2 separate regions of the Mus musculus genome follow, and region 2 is linked to region 1. Evidence: chromatin contacts called from public Hi-C data. All regions are on one chromosome and are shown on one strand. The core of a region is the stretch at or near the end of the contact, and the rest is flanking DNA. Distances in the headings are between cores, read along the strand shown.

The links. Hi-C and Micro-C count contacts between places; a contact is called where the count stands out from the background.
Region 2: a Hi-C map of the MNK3 cell line shows a contact between it and region 1, with 2.9 times the contacts expected there. The contact joins two enhancer-like sites. A contact is called at or near these places in 3 of 39 promoter capture datasets (the HPC-7 cell line, hippocampal neurons and macrophages), 5 of 484 Hi-C or Micro-C datasets (the MNK3 cell line, cortical neurons, female germline stem cell-derived STRA8 germ cells and 2 more) and 2 of 9 other capture datasets (adipose tissue and liver).

The regions. Positions count from the first base shown.
Region 1 is chr15:92,058,787-92,063,244 of GRCm38.p6, reverse strand. All of the region lies in intron 1 of Cntn1 (contactin 1), which reads right to left. Among named protein-coding and RNA genes, the nearest start is that of Cntn1, 9.9 kb to the right of the region's middle. Within about 2 kb of position 2,419, at least 8 of the 459 cell types and tissues checked have an H3K27ac peak or open chromatin away from gene starts, as enhancers often do. A contact at or near this core is called in the MNK3 cell line, where this site is marked.
Region 2 is chr15:92,132,338-92,136,818 of GRCm38.p6, reverse strand. The region is part of intron 1 of Cntn1 (contactin 1); the gene reads right to left. Among named protein-coding and RNA genes, the nearest start is that of Gm36901, 66 kb to the left of the region's middle. Within about 2 kb of position 2,173, at least 28 of the 459 cell types and tissues checked have an H3K27ac peak or open chromatin away from gene starts, as enhancers often do. A contact at or near this core is called in the MNK3 cell line, where this site is marked.

The DNA of each region.
Region 1 (4,458 bases), core at 1,170-3,669:
CATCAAGAATAGACATTACCTCAGGGAATGGATGGAAAAATATATTCCAAACAAATGAAACTAATAATCAAGCTTGTGTAGCAACTTTCACATCTGACAAAAGACTTCAAGGAAAAAAAAAAAACTAAGAAGAGACGGGGAACAACACTGCGTACTCATCAAAGGAAAGATTCACCAAGAAGACACAGAGATTCTTAACATTTATTCACCAGACACAAGAGCACTGAAGTTCACAAAAGAAATACTACTACAGCTTAAATCACATTTTGACCTTCACACAGTGAATAGAGGGTGACTTCAACACTACATTCTAACCAAGACATGTCATCTAGACAATAAAGTTGCCAAACATATGGGGAGATAGAGTTCCAACTGGACAACTCTCCTCAACAATTGAAGCTTCAGTTTAGGGAATGGACTATATATAATCCATAATTGCTGGCCAAATTGGCCCCATGGGAATCCCCCAAACAACCCAGGCTCTTGCAAAGGTTATAGATTACTTTCCACAGTCTGATTACCAGGCCCCATTTCTAAAGACAACACCTACATGACTCATTGAACATGGAGAATTTGAACTGGAAGCTTCTACACCCCTACATTTTAGCATCCTTGGTACAGGAAGATACTCTACATGCTATCAGAGAAACTTAAATATCAACCCACGTATAAACCTTTGATTTACAATGGTGTCCTGCCTGCAAGATATGTAACCATAATGGTGGCACAAAGGTTGAGGGAGTAACCAACAAATATGTTTTGATTTAAGGCATACTCCATGAGATGGAGACCTTACTCAGTCCCACTTGGGTAACCAAGAACCTGAGATTAGGTAGTCCAGGGACCTGGGAGCAAACCAAATATTACTGACCTACAGAAGGAATGTAGCAATAAAATAAAATGACTCCTGATGGCATATTCCTTTGTACTCATAGATCAGTGCCTTGCTCAGTCATTATCAGAGAACCTTGTCCTGCACCAGATGGGAACAAATACAGAGATCTACAAGAAAATATGTGGAGAGTGAGAGACTTTGGAACACTCAGTCCTTAAAAGGATTTATGTCTCCGTAAAACACTCCCCCCACCCCTCAGGGCTTAGGGAACTCTATGGAAGAGTGGGCAAAAGATTATAAGAGTCAGATGGGATAGAGGACACCTAACTTCTAAACACTGCAAGACTGAAACATATACGACACATATATGACCAACACACATACACAGAGACTGAGGTAGCATGCACAGGGTCAGCAAAGGTTTGCATCACATGGAGTCCTAACGCTGAAAGGAGAAGTGGACACACCAAACCCCCATCTCTAACCCAGAAGCTATCTCCAACTGATAGTCACTTGCAAATGCAACTTTAGTTTCCTTCAAGCAAGTCTCACTGTGGAAACAAATCTTCAGGGTAGGGTGCCTGCCCAACAGTAGGCGGCCAATGGAAAAGAACTCAAAGACATCTTCAGAGCTTCATTGTCTCATAATGTTGTATCTGGTCTTTCTAAAAGTTTTATTTTAAAATTTTATTTTATTATATATAATTGTAGTATAAATAATTATAACACACATGTGTGCTTGCTTTCTAACATGAGGCATAACAGGAGTTATCTAGGTGGGAAGGGTGGTGGGCATGAACAAGGAGAAGTAGAGGAAAGGGAAACCAGAATCAGGGTATATTGTATGAAGGAAAAAAATCTATTTTCAATAAAAGAAAATTAAACGTGTTTAACTAAAAGCAGGTATCATGTTCATCACCAGTCAAACTACACATAAGCCCAAATATCTAAATTCACTATGAGAAACCAGATAGCTTTCTAGTAATCAGAGTTATAATAATCCAAGAATGACATGTAAAAGCCAAAAGTGAATCTACCCATTAGTCATTTAAAAAATATTTTTTGATTAAAATGTATTGCACCTGATTTATAAAAATATTGTACACTGGCATATTCTGATATAAAAGTCTGTTATATTAAACAACTCAATGTTCAGACTGAAATAGTACACTGTTTATAACATCTTAGCAGACACCCCGACAGCTGCAGATACAGATCTGCATTTTCAGTTGCCATGACAATTAAATGTGGTCAGATTACAAGCCTTAGGATAGAATTACTGCTAATGTTTTGTGGTAGGAGGAAGGAAAATTAGGTCAGAAAGCCATAAACTTCTGATGTTTGAGTCAAAATTATAATAATAAATATTTAAATGGTACATTGTAAAGATCTAATTCGTGTTTGGGGAAGCATCGTCATTTAAATCACCATAGTGGAAGACCTTTTTTGTTTATTAGCTGTCTATGAATAAAACATTTGCAAATTTAGAATGATTTAACTCCTTGAGTTAGCACAGTGTATTTGTGAGCATAGACATGGATTGTGCGAACCGCAACTCACAGAATACTAAAGCTATTCTTGAAGGGCTTGGGCACAGAATAAATGGGAGGATTAAAATCTGGAGCATTGTACATACTGGTGAGCACTAAGCAATAAAGAGACCTTGTTTCAAACAGGGTAAAAGGGGAAGACGCTTGAGGTCGTCCTCAACTTCCACATGCATGCTGTGGCATGACCACGTGTGCACTAAGACACACATGGTTGGTCCCGAGCTTCAAACATACACAACAAAGCTGCAGAATCTGGATGTAGATTATCATATTGGTATTTGCTCTTTAACACCTCTCATTTCCTGACTTACACAGTAGTGTGACCCATGTTTAAAGCCCACTTCACTGGATTTTTAAGGTGCTGAGATGCCCCGTGTAACACATTTAAAATCATAATTCTCATATGATGTCTAATACGTGGTTATTGTTAACCACTGAATGGAGATCATAGGGATGATACATTTGCAAAGTGTATAGAATATAATTCTTATATCCCAACACACTTACTTTTCAGACAGGGTAGACTACTGCTCTAAGTGCCATCATTTAAAAGATGAATTTCTTTTTCATTATTTTTGTTCCCACTTCCCCCCAAAATTGGATTTTTGACATGACTCCTACAAATCTTGAAGATTGTATAGAATTTCATCATAAGGAAAACTAAAAAGTTGAGCGTTGAGTGTCTCTACCTAGAAATATCCCCCACATTTTATTTCAGTGAATCAAATTTAAAAGATAAGAAACAAAATGTTGCACTTTTCAAACTACAGAAAGTAGATAAAATTTATTCATGAAATGGATACTGCACTGCTCAGAACTTTGAAGTGTCCTTAACCTGACAGGTGTTGGGAGCCTCTCTGAGGTAAGCCATATGCACACTGGATCTGAGTGATATTAACCCTTTAATGTGTAACTTCTGCACTAACATTTGAATTTTGGAAGCTTACTTCTTCCTCTGACTTCATCTATAAACACGGATAATCACACTTTACATTTCATTTTTGAGATAATAATATCATTACATAATTTCTCCCTTTCCTCCTTCCAAACCCTCCTCATACCCCTCTTTACTTTCTTTCAAATTTGTGGCCTCTTTTTCCATTGATTATGGATACATTCATACAGTATATAAATGTATATTCCTAAATATAACCTGCTAACCTGTATAATGTCTCTCTCTCTCTCTCTCTCTCTCTCTCTCTCTCTCTCTCACACACACACACACACACACACACACACACACACACACACGCACGCACGGTTTCAGGGCTGACTCTCACTCTCAGCATTCCTTAGTTACCTGCAGTTCTTCATGTAATGTAATGTTAAAGCTTTTTAATGTAACTGTCAAAAGCCTTGTGAGGATCTGACTATGTCATAACACAGGCGGTATGCTTAGGAGAGCAATGTAAAATATCAGATATGACTATGAAAATTTAATTAAGCAGAGAAAATATGATTATTTTTGACATCATTTCATTCTAGCTAGTTGAATTTATATATCTACATTATCCACGCATCCACAAATGTCTCCTCTCTTTTGAAATACAGGATTGTTTAAAAGAAGTTAACTTAGGGATCTAGCATTCTAGAACTACCACATCCTAGGCAAGGATTTTCATTACAAAAAAAATCTTCATTAAAACCTTTCATCTATCTTATGTATTTTATCTATCTTGTATCCACAAAACCAGGATATTAAATTTGAAATATGAAAAGCACCAGGGCTTGTGGTTTTTATCTGTTGCTTTTTTCAAAGAAAAGGTGTGTACTTTGATGAAATCATAGAAACTAATTTAGATTTGTCCTTCTTTTCTTTGTGTCTTCAGAAATACAAAATACAAAACATATGTGAGGGCCTCCCGGGGCACAGGGTAGATTAGTAATAGTCTCTATTCTTCAGGACACACACAGTAGCTTTTGTGAGAAAACAATTGAATGTAATACAGTGCTAGGATCTTGTCCTTACATATAGATTGCTTGAGATACCATACATAGTGGCTACAAACACAAGGCTGGAACTCTAACGAGCAAGTATGAAAAAGGTAGAACCTAACTGGAGGCACGAGGAGT
Region 2 (4,481 bases), core at 924-3,423, 74 kb before region 1:
CACAACCCTTTAACACAGTTCCTCATGTTGTGATGAGCCCCAACCATAAAATCATTTTCATTGCTATTTCATAGCTGGTATGAATCATAATATAAATATCTGTGTTTTCTGATGGTCTTAGCTGACTCCTATGAAAGGGTTGCGGCGGCATACAGGAGGATCCCTGGTTTAAACAAATGGATGCAGTAACAACACTTTAGGAACATTCTGACTAAAATAAGTACCAGATTTAGAGGAAGCAGAAATAGTAGAGTAATCTCCCCGTAGGGCTGAGTAAGACGTCAGACGGTTAGGAACAGTTTCATTTATTTGAGAGATTTAAGAATAGATCCTTTCCCAGTGCCAGACAGGGGAGTTCCTTCAGGAAGAGGCAGCCACAGGTGGGAAGCAGTAGGGAACAGCACACTTGACTTCCATCCCATGGAGAAGGACAAGGCGGGACGCATCACTTAGAGACAGCAAATACTACATTATCTTCTACCTTAGGGATTTCAAAATGTAATTCTTGAAGTTCCAATGTGTCTCATTGCTTTTTTCCACAGTAGCTGCACATATCTGATTGCCTCACATGCTAGGTGGCAAAGTCTTGAAATAATTAATTTAAAATTAAAAAGTCTCGGTGGCAGGTTTGCTACCTGCCTCAATGGTTTATGTGTCCTAAAGAAAAACAGCAGAATAGCTGGGCCACTGCCTAACGGCCGTGTGGTTAATCCTGAGTTGTTACTTACTAAATTCTGTGTTCTACCTTGGCTGTTCTGGAGCCAGATGGACAGCCCTCTGGGCCGGGCTCTCCCACTTGGTCTCTCTGTCCTGCACTCTCAGACATGGAGTCTCTCCTCTCCTCCACACTCTCCTGCACAGCAGATTTCTTCCCCTCACACTCTCCTGGAACAGTGATCGCATCCTTCTCCCTCCTGCTCCTTCTCCTGCTCCTGGTCCCAAGCTCAGGAAATCCTAAAATCCCACCTCCGTCTTTCCTCCCCAGCTATTGGCTGTTGATATTTTCATTTACCAATCAGAACCAACTGGGGGTAGGTTCCTAGAAGCTACTTGCAGACACTCATGCAAGTAGTTTTGGGGAGAACAAAATTTGCATTCCTAATACAAGTAAATACACTAAACAAGTATTTATTTCTAAAAACAAAAATGATACCATTTTCTAAATACTATTCTACTTTGTCCAGATTAGAGCAGGTTAAAAATTATATATATATATATATATATATATATATATATATAAAGAAAAATGTAAGATAAATGATTTAAATCAGGATAACAAGGCATGCAGAAGTAAAGAGTTTGAAACTATGTAAATCCTGTTTCTTGTCTATAGCGTATATGCCTGTCCTTATGTCTGTCACAGGCAATTATTGTAGTGTGTTTTCTTGAAACAGTTTTCTTTTGCTGTCTTCTTTAATGCTGTGATTTCCTACTGCTTTGTATCCATAAATGTTTTATTTCAAAGAGATATCCACATGGGAAACACTGAATTCAGCTGAGTGGTCTCCTTTACACATAGTAAGGGATCAAAGTTAAAAAAAAAAAAAGATCTGGAAATAATACAAAAACTTAGGCTAAGGAAAATCTAAGATCACTGTGGCCATCGCCGTCTTAAAAGCAAATTTTGTGTTGTTGTTAAATTTTAAAAATAACTAATGGCTAAACTAAATACATATTTACTATGTGAATGGGTGTAAGTCTGTCTCAAAGCACTAGCTCGATGCAAAATTACTACCTCTAACTCTGAAAAGAAGCAAAATCACTCTAACAAAATAAACCATTCGATGAAAATTCACATTACTCTCTTAGCCCTGGTGTGGAAACTCACTTTTGCAGCGAGATCTCCCCTCCTAGGAATAGAGAGCCTGATCATCAGTGCTCCAAAAAGGGCCTCCCAGCTGTGTGAGTTAGTCACTGTTAGGAGACAGGCAGGGGCTGACTTCTAGAATCTTCATCCTGTGAGGATTTTTAAGAGGGGCTTCTGAAAGAGAAAAAATTGTCCCTGAGAAATGTGAGAAAGTTACAGGACTCCATTTGCTTTGTTGAGTGGAAGTATGGGGGGGGGGGGTCAAGACAAAAGCGTCCCCTGAGGTTTAGAGGGCTTTTAGGAGGAGGCTCTGGAATGATATTCTTCTCTGCAAGTTGCTGAGTAACAGCGTCCTGGAGACCTGCAGTGCTGCTGGGCCCTGACGATGTGCAGCAGTGAGACAGAAAAAGAGAAGAAGGCAAGGACGACCCATCTTCTTTCCTATGTTGTGGGTTATTCTCAGGGAGAGACTCTACTTCCTGTCCCTGTTGGTAGCACATGCGGTTGGCCGCTGTTACCTGGAGACCAGGTCTTCTGGGGACTTTCCTGGTACGATGAAATGACAGTAGTCAGGAAGTGGTAATAATGCTCGCTTGGTTTAGTGGGATTGTGGTTTCCTGTAGCCGAGATAGCACCTAACAGGGAACACTAGGGTAGGGAGAGTCATCCGGTTCTCAAAGAAGGGACGTTGGGAACAGGGACACCCTTTCTCTGTTCTGTAAATTGATGCTGGTGGCAGCTGCAGCAGCAACAACAGCTACTTTCTACTCTGCTGTTGTACCTGCTCCTCCTAAAGAGCATCACGGCCGTTCCTTCTCCTCCGTCTTCGGAACTTCCATTCTCTATGGTAAAACATAAAGGTTGTATTTCATCCTGTTTGTATGAAGTCAATGGTAAAATTATATAATCTATTTGACATATTATCCGTCACCTAGAGTCTTGGATGCTGGCTTTAGAGTTAACCTTAAGTTTCTTTGGTATTCTAGAATATTCTTTAGGTCACATTTTCATGTACAGCTCTGATACCAAACATTGATAAAAAAAAATACATAGACAGGATCCTCAGTGATATATAATGGGGAAAAATACAGGAGGTAAGCTTCACAATGAATCAAGACAATGTGAATTAAGGAACACTTTGACACTAAAGATCTATTAATTTTGTAAGACTATAGTAGTGTTTCCCTCTGCTCCAGGAGAAGAGAGAGCAGTTCAGCTGAGAGCAGAGGCTGAGTGTAGAGGGCAGTGCAGTCTTCCCTGGTACTGGGTGGTGTAGTGAGCCCAAAACACCAGGATCATCAGTCCCGAGCAGCACTCAGGTGTGACCGTCAGCAAGACTTACATTTACATGAGTCAACAATCTATGTCTTAACAGTATCAACTATTAAAATATATGAACCTATTAGGGACAACTTCATTTAAACCACCACAGTTACTTTTGTTTTCTTTCTTCTTATGTTTTCCATACGTGTGCATATATTCGTGTCTTCAGGAAGTCTGCACAGACTAATCTTCCCGAGGATGCTGTCTTTCTGCCGCGCAAGGATCCTCAAACGGACCGTTTCTCCTTTCACAAGTATTACAGGAGATTTAGAGTTAAATGACTTCAGTTTTTTTCACTAGGATACAATGTCTCATGCAAATATGTTTTATCTCACCATTTTGAGAAAGAAGAGAGCAATTACTTCAGGAGTTCAGGAAAAATTTCTCAGTAATTTAAGTGTTATTCAGTGATAGGTGATTTAGTAATCAAAATGCAAATAGGTGGATTAGAGTTTCATTTATGTTTCATGCCAAGCTTCAGCTCAGAATAGCATTAGTGCAATAGCAGAAAGTCATGCTGAAAACACAGATTATCTCCATCTGGAAAAAATCAAGCTCAAAGTCATCACAGACGCAATAATTATGTAGCGATTAATATTCATGCCAGGGTCTTATGCTAAACCGTCTGGAGAGATTCTAAAGATGTAGAAGATAGAGCTCTTTCCCATATACATTTTATAATTCTTTGCACTTGCATGTAAGGAGGAAATGAAACAATAAAGATTTTAACTAGACATTAAGAATGGAAGACAAGAGGGAAAACTCCAGTAATAATATATGGCAAGAGTGAACTACACAGTATACAGTGATAAGGAATTTCTATGTGCCATCTTCAATATCCTCAGAGTAAAATGATTATCAGCGAATGAGAGGCATTTTTAATGATGGTAATAAGTCACCTTGAAGTAGGTCCTATCTCTGACTTAAATAACTCCATTTTGTATCTTACTCTATCTTTTCCTTATTTCTGTTTCTTTCCCCACAGGCTCTGATTTCTAGGAGCAGATCTGATGAAGAAATCTTATGACCAACGACTGAAACCAACAATTTCAGAGTAGAGACCTCGGCACCAACAGAATCCTGCATGGAGACAGTAATGGCTGAACTGGAGTAAGGATCAGACAAACCACAGCCAGGAACGGCTGACTAGGATGGCTTCTGAGGACACTCCAATCCTTCCCTTTGCTTTCTACACAACACTGAGTCTGGGATACTACAAGCACTTTGTAGACAGGCTTAGAATCTTCTTTCTCACTCTGCCCTAAGTGATCTCCCTGAGAATGAAACTCCCTCCTCCCTTTAGGATTGCTGGTTCCTCGGACACCCTTTCCAGGACCTTGGCTGAGCTGTG